Linked DNA regions of Triticum aestivum: region 1 is linked to region 2. A link is a contact called in public Hi-C data. All regions are on one chromosome and are shown on one strand. The core of a region is the stretch at or near the end of the contact, and the rest is flanking DNA. Distances in the headings are between cores, read along the strand shown.

The links. Hi-C and Micro-C count contacts between places; a contact is called where the count stands out from the background.
Region 1: a contact with region 2 is called in a Hi-C map of leaf, with 5 times the contacts expected there. The contact joins the promoter of LOC123188021 here to the promoter of LOC123188018 in region 2. A contact is called at or near these places in 1 of 5 Hi-C or Micro-C datasets (leaf) and 1 of 1 datasets of contacts at active chromatin or transcription factors (leaf).

What each region holds. Positions count from the first base shown.
Region 1 is chr2A:140,592,915-140,598,696 of IWGSC CS RefSeq v2.1, reverse strand. LOC123188021 (glycerophosphodiester phosphodiesterase GDPD6) reads right to left here and starts at 3,509. Exons shown (of 5, transcript XM_044600052.1): 1 at 3,376-3,509; 2 at 2,933-3,292; 3 at 2,721-2,795; 4 at 2,531-2,640; 5 at 1,755-2,433. The coding sequence starts at 3,388. The coding sequence ends at 1,885. LOC123188020 (LRR receptor-like serine/threonine-protein kinase RPK2) reads left to right here. Exons shown (of 2, transcript XM_044600051.1): 1 at 1-1,111; 2 at 1,246-1,565. The coding sequence ends at 1,078.
Region 2 is chr2A:140,017,758-140,023,330 of IWGSC CS RefSeq v2.1, reverse strand. LOC123188018 (phosphatidylinositol glycan anchor biosynthesis class U protein) reads right to left here and starts at 3,804. Exons shown (of 15, transcript XM_044600049.1): 1 at 3,507-3,804; 2 at 2,966-3,119; 3 at 2,825-2,872; 4 at 2,202-2,262; 5 at 2,043-2,075; 6 at 1,677-1,801; 7 at 1,065-1,199; 8 at 688-764; 9 at 353-600. The coding sequence starts at 3,098.

The sequences.
Region 1 (5,782 bases), core at 2,260-4,759, 580 kb before region 2:
ACAAAACCAAGGAGGAAATAGTTCATTCAATGCAATTGAAATAGCTTCGATAACATCAGCAACAGCTATTGTTTCAGTCCTTCTTGCTCTGATTGTACTATTTATTTACACAAGAAAGTGTGCACCCTTTATGTCAGCTCGATCATCTGGAAGAAGGGAAGTTATAATCTTCCAAGAAATCGGAGTGCCGATCACTTATGAGACTGTTGTTCGAGCTACTGGAACTTTCAACGCAAGCAATTGCATTGGAAGTGGGGGTTTTGGAGCCACCTACAAAGCTGAAATTTCACCTGGAGTCTTGGTAGCTATAAAGAGGCTTTCTGTTGGGAGATTCCAGGGATTGGAACAGTTCCATGCCGAGATCAAAACTCTTGGGAGATTAAGACATCCTAATCTTGTTACCTTGGTAGGCTACCATCTTGGTGAATCTGAAATGTTTCTCATATATAACTACTTGCCTGGAGGAAATCTTGAGAGATTCATACAAGAGAGATCAAAGAGACCAGTAGAGTGGAAGAGGCTGCACAAGATTGCTCTGGACATTGCAAAAGCACTCGCTTATCTGCATGACACTTGTGTACCTAGGATCCTTCATCGTGACGTGAAACCAAACAATATTTTGTTGGACACTAACCATAATGCTTACCTCTCAGACTTTGGACTGGCAAGGCTCTTGGGAAATTCGGAAACCCATGCAACCACTGGTGTTGCTGGAACTTTTGGATATGTTGCTCCAGAATATGCTATGACATGCCGTGTTTCAGATAAAGCCGATGTGTATAGCTATGGTGTTGTACTGATGGAGCTAATATCAGACAAGAAGGCCTTGGATCCATCATTTTCTCCTTATGGCAATGGGTTTAACATAGTTGCCTGGGCATGCATGCTGCTCCGCCAAGGCCGTGCTCGTGATTTCTTCGTCGATGGTTTGTGGGATGTGGGCCCGCATGATGACTTGGTAGAGGTGTTGCATTTAGCAGTGATGTGCACCGTTGAATCGCTCTCTATACGACCAACTATGAAGCTAGTTGTTCAACGACTAAAGCAACTCCAGCCCCCAATGCGAGAACACCGATGAGGGCGCATGATTCACTTACTGAACGTGTAGAAGGTACAGATAACTGTAACTTGGGGCCCTTGATGTTTTTTCTTCTTCTAATCAATTGTTTAACTAGATTTTATCTTGTAGATCCCAGCTTTGTATAATATAGTTCTCCACTTAATTGCCAACTACTGTATCTGCAGATATGACAAGCAGATGTAAATTAACAATCTTAGTTCTAAAGATTTGATTCACGATTGGCTGACTCCATCGTTTACAAGATTGTTCAGTGTCTTGATATTGATAAATGCATCCACAAAATGTTGACGTCCTCATCCACAAAGTTGCATGTTTCAGTGTGTGTGTGTGTGTGTGTGTGTACATCATCTGCTAAAGTTTTGGTATGAATATATTTCTCATTGTTTGCTAAACTTGTATATGGAGAGATGTGTTGATGTTAGCAATTAATTCAGCATGTACACCAACCAGGAACCGCAAGAAGAATATGCAACTTTTTGTTTCAGTTGACACATTGTGTTACTGATTTTTATCTTCTCTGGTTAGAAAGATGAACAGTTACCATTTTGCCTTGTTGGGAGACCCACTGAAGAAACCTGGCAAGATACTGTTGCTGGTAGCTTATACAGTACTAACTGAGAACAGGGGACACCATCACATTCGCACGATGCACGATAAGAGAAACCAGTCCCGATGTAACGAATCCATTCCATGTATTGCCAATGCAAAATCCAATCCTGAACAACCCAAGGAGAAGAGAGAAACCTATCTGAACCTGCCTGTGGCTATCTGAACGTATAGGGTACTCATGTGTGGTCTGCCGATCAGTTCTTGGCGGCGGTCCAGTCCTGGAAGCGGCGGAGGCTGGCGGGGAAGTCGGTGAAGAGGCCGTCGACGCCGACGTCGTTGAGCCAGTAGTCGTACTCGGCGTAGGGGTCCTGCCGGAAGTTGTAGTGCAGGAAGCGGTTCTCGTTCCGGTACGTGTAGGGGTGCACCTGCAGGCCCCTGGCGTGCGCCATGGCCACCATGTCCGTCGGCGTCGCCAGCGTGTTGTCCCTCGTCGGCGGCACCACCGTGTCCTTCCACGGCCCGATCCCCACCACGTACTCCCGCATGTAGTCCAGGTACTCGTCGGAGGTGATCTCCTCGTACGACTGGTCCGTGTCCTCCGTCCGCACCGTCACGTCGTCGATGAGGAACACCTTGGGCGAGTCGGTCAGGTCGGCGGCGTAGATGAGCGACGTCGGCGCGAAGGACTGGATGAACACCGGCCTCTCCTTCCACCGCTTCGTCATGTACTTGCCCCCGTACCCGTACTTCTTCAGCGTCCCGATGAACTTGTCCTCGTACTTCTTCCCGTCCGCCCACTTCACCTGCAATCGTTGCCATCGAATCGATCGACAGATGAATTCATGGACAATTTACGAACTATTTTGTGGCTTTGTTTATGGATGTGTGTTGATCACGTACGTGCTGGTTGATGAACACGGGGCTCTTCATCTCCGGGTAGATCCCGACGACCCTCTTGGCGTTCAGCGCGATGTCGATGAACTCGTCGAAGGTGATGATGGGAGAAATGCCTTCACAAACATAGGGGATTAACATCGTAGACGGGTGATCTGATTTCACCAGAATAATGAAGGAATTAATGTACGCGTACCATCGTGAGATTTGTCACGGAAGGACCATCTCTGCTTCACTCTCAGCGTCTTCAGCTCGGCCAGCGTGAAATCAGCTGCCAAATCAGGAAGAAAATCGATGGATTAATTGATCGCTGGATCTTGGCACATCGATCGATCGAAGATAGGAGTGCGGTTAAGATTCCGGTCGAAAATAGGAAGGTGGTTATGATGGATGGATGGACGGGCGTACTGATGAAGTATCCGGTGACGTTGGCCCACTGCACCTCGAGCGTGCGGCGGCGGGCGGCGAACTCCTTGTGGTCGGCGACGTCGGTGGTGTCGTCCAGCGTCACGTCGTGGAAGCAGACGAGGTGGCCGTCCTTGGTGGCCACGATGTCCGCCTCGATGAAGTCGGCGCCCTCGTCGACCGCGCGCATGTACGCCGCCGCCGTCTCCTCGGGGAGCTCGCCGTTGGAGCCCCTGTGCGCGATGTTGTACGGCCGCGACGTCTGCAGCGGCTGCTTCGCCGCCGCCGCCCCGACCAGCGGCCGCGCCGTCGCGCCGCTGCTCGCGCACCCGAGGACCAGCAGCGCCGCCGCGACGACGATACCTGCGCACGCGCGCACGCAAACACACGTCAGGCGTACGCCAAGATTGATTCGGAGGGATCACGAGAGAGATCGGAGACGTTACAGAGGGAAGCCATTTCCCCGGACGGAGCGCGAGCTTGTGTTGGCGGCGTAGCGCTGCCGCCGGCTGGTCGTGGGTGGTGCTAGGGGTAGTTGAGATGGCGGCGATGCCGAGTATATATGAGAAGACTTGCGAGGAATATCCTAACGAGTAACAAGATTTTGGGGTTGTTTCACGTTCTAAAAATCTGTTTTTTAGTTGCTAATAATCTCTTAGGTATAGTGGGATACTCTCGTTTCCTCTAGAAAATCTATATAATGTATTTTCTGTATTTTTTGAGCTTTATATACGGATATTTGTAACAGAGATCCCGAGTTTTTCCTTTTCTTTTTGAAAACAATCTTGACTTTCTTGACTGCAAATGGAAGCTAACAAAATTCCTTTTTTTGAGAGAGAAAGCTAACAAAATTCCAGTTGGCATCACGTCTCATTTTTCTTCGGAGGAAGTTGGGCTGACATTGCAGTATTTAGGCCTGAAGCCCAAGGCCTTCGATAATTTTTTCTCACTATGGAAATTTACTTTGGTTGCCGGTTCTTCCGGCGCCGACGCGGTGTCGTCTGCGGGTGTCGCCTTTCCTTCCTGAGGGGCGTAGGTGTTACCCATCCTCCACTCCTCTCCGCGTGCCGGGGGAAACCGTAGGACATGTCCGGGCAGCAGCATCGTCGATGTTGCACCCCTTCTTGGAGGTGCTGCTTGGTTACGCGGCGATTCGGAGCCTTGGTGTGTGGTGGGACGAATCCGGAGGGCGCAGCGGAGGCAGATCATCTTAGCTTTGCCGAGTTGCCGTTGTTGGCATTTTGTTCTTCTTTTTTCTCTTTTGGGCTTGATGTGCTGTGTGCCCCAGCAGTTACCGTGTGATTGGTGGAAGTTGCTTTATTTATAAAGCGGGGGGAAATCCTTTTTCGGTGAAAATTTACTTTGGCAGACAGCGATGAGGTTTCCAGCGGCCTATTTACCAGACACCATGGCTTCCCCTCAAAAAAAAGAAGAAGCAGCAGACACCATAGCTCATCCAACCAGGAACTTGTCTAAAAAAATCAACCAGAAAAAAGGGGAATAACTGCCCCTTGCGGAATGCTAAAAAAAAAACTACCCCTTCCGGGGATCTCCATGAGTTACTTTTGGTGGCTTGTGAGCATGCCAAGTGACGCATTCAGCACCGTCACATGTCATGTGTTGGGTGTCTTTTCTGGATTTTTTTTCTGTACACATGTTCGCGTTTTAGATGGGTTTTCCTTGGATTTTTTTATCTTCCCCAGGTTTTTCATAGGTTTTGGAGAATTTTTTTTGCGGATCCAACTATGCTTCTCGAGAAAAAATTAGTGCTTCCACGATAAGCACATATTTGCTTCACGTGGAAGAACAAATTTACTTTCATGAGAAGCATACATTTGCTTAGCATGGAAGCACAAAGTTTCTTTCACGATATGCACAACTGTGCTTCTTAGAAAACAATATGTACTTCTATGAGAAGCACGAATTTGTTTCCGCGAGCGTGCTTCTCAGGAAAAAAAAGTGCTTCCATGAGAAGCATTATTTGCTTCGCATGCAAGCACAACTGTGCTTCGAAAAAAGCAACATGTGCTTCCAAAAGAAAGCAACATGCGAGAGAACTTGTTTTGGGGATTATTTGGTTTTTCCACTTCGTTTTTCCCTAATTTTGTTTTTATTGATTTCTGTTTTTTCTTTTGAAAAAAGATCATCGAAACGTATTAAAATGGGATCTAGTTTGAAGATCTCGATGCGAGAAATTCAACAATGAGAGCGGTTCAATATTTGGACGCACGGTTCAATTTCAATAGATAAGACGGTTTGAAAGAATGATTTTAAAAAAACTCACATGTTATGACAAGTGGAACCCATGCAGTTCGCTATTTGTCAAACCACGGAAGATGAGAGAGTAACCTTTGCAAGGTGCACTTTTAACTAGTGATTTCAAACAAAAAGACGAACCATGAACAAGTGGGCACGGATACACCCTAAGTCAATCCATACTCCATCCTTGCCTTTGAACCAAAGGCCACCTAGATTATGTCTGAAGTTGGTTTGTGTGTCTATAATGGTAATGTCTTGATGATGCACACGGTGTTACATAAAAATGTGGGCTTTTGTGGCTGACGCACCTAAATTATCATAAAAAGGTCCATAGTGAGAAAAAATTATCCCCTTCCGGCTATTAAGCTTGGAATAACATGAAAATATAGTTAAGGAACCTCTCTCCTCCCCACGCGTCGCCTCCCCGAGCGGGGCGACCGGGGGCTCTCGTCGCCCTTCCCAGCCCTTCCCTCCTCCTCCCCTTCCGCCGCCGTCGGCCTGGGCCACCGGCCTTGCCCGCGTGGTGCCGGCGGCGGCGGCCCCGGCCTTTCCCCCCGCATGGCGCCTCGGCTCGGGCGGACGGCGGCCGGCGGG
Region 2 (5,573 bases), core at 2,555-5,054:
CGATACTAGGCATTTGGTAACAGATAAAGGCAGTCAATTGCAACAAAAGACGATTTTGACTAAATGAGGCCCAACAACAAAGTTGAAATGTTGGGGAAATGGAGAGGATACCGATAATGCTGATAAGAGTACGCAAATATCCAAAATTAAATTGAATTCATAAATAAGACTTGTATTCATTTCTCCTTTAAAATTCACCATGAATGGGGGAAGTTAACAGAAAATGTGCTTCATTCTATAAAATGGAGCGGGGGAAACCCCTTTCATTAAAAAGAAAGGGTTAACAGAAAATATTACACTCTTTCACATGGTTTTGATGACTACAAAAGAATTAAATGGTCGAACAACTTACTTTTCAAACATCTCCTGAAGGCCACCCACTTTATTTAGAATAATGCTGTTCAATAACAGCACATAACATGACCAGATAAACACCCACAATATGAAGTGAAGTATTGGTTTCCATGAGAATTGTCCAAAACCTTTTTGGCTAGTACCTTTTCCATTATCTGACATGTCAATTTTATTGGCACTCAAGCCTTTTTGAAGAAATACTTTAGTTGGAGGAGTATCTGGACCATAACCCAATAAAAGAGCAACCTGAAAAACTAACAGTTGATCAGCAATGCAGATAAATGGCATGTACATACCATTGAACATTGAAAAAAAAATGGTTGTGACACATACAGGTAGAATGAGAATTGCAGGATAAAGAGAAAGGTGTGTTGCCATAACATATCCAAATGCAGCAAGCGGCGCAAGACCTATAAAAATTGCAAGGATGTTGCATTAGATTTGGGCAATTCTAGGTTGTCTGAAGATCATTGTACTATCTTCCATAAAAATGTTATTAACTGAGGATTTGCCAAATAGAAGCCAAACAATGAGGCAAACAACTAGTGTAAGTAATACTCCTTCCATCCCAAAATAAGTGTCGCTGATCTAGTACAACTTTAGTGCAAAATTGTACTAAGTCAGCGACACTTATTTTGGGACGGAGGAAGTATAAGAGATATATTGAAAAACCGAGAAGGCTAGAGGGAAACACGTTGAGTTTAACTTACGTGAACAGGCTCCATGTAACATTATCACGACCATTAAATTCTCAATTGGTGATGTACATGAACCCACACAGGTGATTATTGTCCAAGGATTCCACAGATATATTAGAGAAGCAGTGTCTCCTGCGCTTACGTTCACTGTAAGTGTCAACAAACATGATAATCAGTACTATAAACAATTAGTAAGCATCACAAGCACAAAGCATCTGACTCAAAGAGAGTAATGTTCCATTCACACGTTTCCAGACAAGATTGTATATTTTTCGCTTACCAACAACAAATTCACACTATCAGGCAAGCAGAGGACTATACACATTAAATTCCACAAGGCAAATTCATATAACCCTTTTTATTCCTTGTAAAGGAAAAGTCAAAAAAGTGGGCTTCCTTCTTTAAGAAAATATAAAGCTTAGAATGACAACAACTACTTGACAAATAAAACATCTCTAAGATTTCACTTCCGGGGCTGTCCGTCACAAGTATCAAAAATTCAAAACCTTTTCTGATTGTTGGTACTTGGGAAAATAAGTAGAGAGTGGTGCCAAACAAAAGGCAAATTTAGCTCAAGATTCAATAAAGCACATCTCAAGTATAACATTAACTAGTATGACTCACCAGAATTGTTCACTGATTTTCTGAGGTCAAGAGACTTCAAACTTCTGTTACGTGCCATTTGGAGTGTACGCCCAGTTGATCGAATGAGCATAGCAGCTATAAAATCTACAGCCACAAAAACCAAACTGTGTTGTGCATTCATGAGTGTAATATTACATGACTGCCGGCAAAATGCAGAAGTCGTGAAAATGTTTATGGTTACATTTTTTTTGGTTTGAATGATACCATGGGCAAGATAAAGAACATAAAAAGTAAAGCCTAAGAAAACTGATTTTCTTCTATGAATATCAGGTATACTTGGACAAGTTATTAATCGTAGACAAACATATACTGGTTTAAATGAAAAGTACATAGCCACTTATTTACCTGCAATATATATGAGAATGGTGTCCACCTGACCTGTGACATCATGGAGTGTTAGAATGCTAACATTTTATATGGTGATCTGGTCAAATGAAGAGACATAGCAAGAGTGGCGACATCAAAGAAATGATCAAAGAAGCATCAAAACGAAGGACCTATCACCTTTTGCTGGTTAGCGGACCAAGAACTGATAGAAGCAAAGGGGAACCATGATACATCGAACCTGAAAAACAGATCACTCAACAGGCTGGACCATCATTTACAAGTACAAACTGTTAACAGATCAACATTACAAAGAGCAAAATATCATGGCTAATTGCTAAGATTTATGATGTAATCGCAAGAAGCATCTAGGCCTCTGATGCTAAGTAGGAGTCATTCAGTCATATCATATTTCATCCATCAGGAATTATCAGTAGTTCATTACAGAAAAATGAACATGAAATAATGTCTATCAGTATTCAGTAGAAACCCAGTCAAGCATTTTAAAAATTGCTCTGTAATACTCCCTCTGTTCCTAAATATAAGTCCTTTTAGAGATTCCAATATGGACTACATACGGAGCAAAATGAGTGAATCTACACTCTAAAATATGTCTATATACATCCGTATGTAGTCCCTAGGGAAATCTCTAAAAAGACTTATATTTAGAAATGGAGGGAGTACTACCTAATAATACCACCTCCCACCCAACTATCCTGGCCTCAAAATTTGGGCCATTCTGTTGCAAATGTGAAGTGCTAAAAGTTAGCAAAGCGATCAAAGAGGGGAGGTGCGTAACGTACCGGAATAGGGTGACATGGACGCCTGCTTCAGCCAGTAACCTTCTGCCACTGCAACATACACAGGAGGCAAACGAGAACGCCGACATCACAAAAGGGCTGGGGTTTGCAGGGCAAGGACTGAGAGCAAGGAGGTGTGCTTACGGCGGCGGAGGGACGTGAGGGGGGTGGAGACCTCCGGGCGGGATGCAAGGTGGAGGTCTCCGCCGAAGAGCACCAGAACGAGGCGGAACCCAACGGCTGCGACAGCCATCGACCAGTAGTGTCGGATCGCCATCGCCGCTGATCAGTGGTGGGTCTAGGATTTGTAAATATGACATGTTAACATACTAATTATAATTTACCAATAGCACTATCATAATCCACCTGATTGGACACAGCAAATTCTGTGTAAAATCATAATTCACCTGATTGGACACAGCAAAAATTTACATTCTAGTATCAATCATGATGACATAATTGGACACAGCGAAAATTTACATTCTAGTATCGTTTATGATTCCCTAAAAAAAATATCAATCATGATGACATAATTGGACACAAGAAATTATGTGCAAAGTTATGTGTGTGTGTTAATGTACGTGGCAGATAGCACTGTCATAATCCACCTGATAGATAATCCATGAATATAAACCTTAAATTCGTAATGAGACCAACCAAAACTTGGGGAATGGAGAAAAGGCACCTCAAATTGGCTGGCCGCTGCAACTGCACACCGCCGGCCGCAGGGCAGGACTGCTGCCGAGTGCGGAATGGGCGGCTGCCGGGCGCCGACTGGCAAGGCCGCGGTGCGGCGGTGGGCGACCGGTGGGTGGGGCGGGCAGGGGCGCTGGGTGGGCGCTGCGGGCAGGGCCGGCTCTTTGCCTCCTGGCAACCGGTGGCGGCGACGGCGTGCGGCGAGGCAGGCGGCGAGCCTGCGAGATCGGGAGGAGAATCGGGGACAGGAGTCGGAGTCGGGAGTCAGTGGGTTTCTCTTTTTTTTTAGCGGTGGGAGCAGAGCTGGCCAAAAGGCCAGCACGGCACGGCCCACAGAGACATGTTTATTAGACGGGCCGTGCCGTGCTGGACGGGCCGTGCCGTGCTGGCCCACGTGCCTTGCTTCCTGGCCCAGGCGCGGCACATTTAGTAAACGAGCCAGCCCGTGGAACGTTGTAGCACATTGGGTTGTGTGGTCACGGGAGCGGCTCCTCGTCATTGGGCCATTAAGAGCATCTTCAGCCGTTGGGCCCTCAGGAGGCGCTAAAAATCGTTCCTGGGACGCATCGGCGATAAACGACGCGCTGGGTACGTGATGTCCCCCAGTCACGGTGCCCACGTTTTTCTGAAAATATAAATTACGGCACAAACACGGCGTAAATTCAATCAAACTTCGACGAGTTCGTTCATATTTAAAATATTTTACAAAAAGAAAAAAAAAGCTATTAGGTTACTCCTTGTCGTCTCCCTCACCGCTCCTCGCCGCCCGCCGCCTTGCAGATCTAAATGCCGAGGAGGCGGTAGAACCGCGTGTAGTCGTCGCCATCGTCGTCGTCGTCTCCCGCCGCGGCCGCCGTCCCTGCTGCAACCCTCCCCCGGTTGGCGCGGCGGGTTGGACGGTCCGGGGGCATCGGCGTCGTCGCTGTCGAGGCCCACGACGCCGTGCTCGTCCTCGCACCCACGTTTGCGGGCGGCTATCTCCTCCAAGGCCCGGCGCTGCTGGACCACCTCATCGCCGAGGTAGTCGTCCCGCGCCCGCCGTAGGGCATCCTCGTCGGAAAAGCCGCGCCGGGCTATCTCCTCATACTCCGCGGGGAGGCCGGGCTCCGGCTTCGGCCTAACAAGGACGAGGCGGCCAGAGGCGGGGGCGGAGTCGTCGATGTGGACGCCGGAGCTGCGGGTGCGCGAGCTAACAGGCGTCTCCTGGGGCGTGTCTTGGGGCTCCGGCTTGACGGGGCGGAGGCAGGGAGAGCCGGTTGACCGACCTGACGAGGAGGAGGATGCCCCGAGGTCCATGCGCCTCGGCGTCCATGAGCTCCCACGACGGCGAGAGAAGGACGGGGGGGAGGGGTACTCCAGCCTCGGCGTGTTGCCGCCCTCGATGTACTCGAGGACAGCCTCCAGCGTGCGGCCGGGCACGCCCCACCATCGGCGCCTCCCCTCGGAGTTGAGCCTGTCGAAGGGAACGGCGTCGTTGGTGGCCTCGAGTTGCTCGGCGTGGCGGCGGCGGAAGTATGGCTCCCAGAGCAGGCTGTCGGGGACGTAGTGTGGCCCCTCCCTCGCCGCCCGCAGCAAGGAGGAGCGGATACACGCGATCTCCGCGCGTCGCGACGCCCCGGTGGGCGGTGGCGGCACTGGGCCCCCGCCGGCGCTGATTCTCCAGGCCCCGGGCACCCGCATGTCCGGCGGGACCGGGTACTCGGCCTCGAAGAGGAGCCGAGCTTCGTTCTCGTAAAGGTGGCGGCGGCCGAAGCCGTCCGCCGCCGCGCCGTCTCCTGGGAAGTGTTCGGCCATTCTTTAAGCTATAGACGGCGAGAGAAGAGGGAGGAAGGGGGAGAAAGGTGGCGCTGGCGGTGGAGACTCTATGCGTGCCACCGGCGCGCTGGGGTCGGCTTTATGTAGGTGGAGGCGCCGCGCGTACGCGTGGCATGCAAGGGGACGCGCGTCGTTTCATTTTCACTACGCCGCCCGTGAGGCATCAATGGCGGAGGCTGACCGGCACGGCAGCGCGCGACAGCTTTGGCATTGATTTGTCGCGGGAAACAAGGCGATGAGG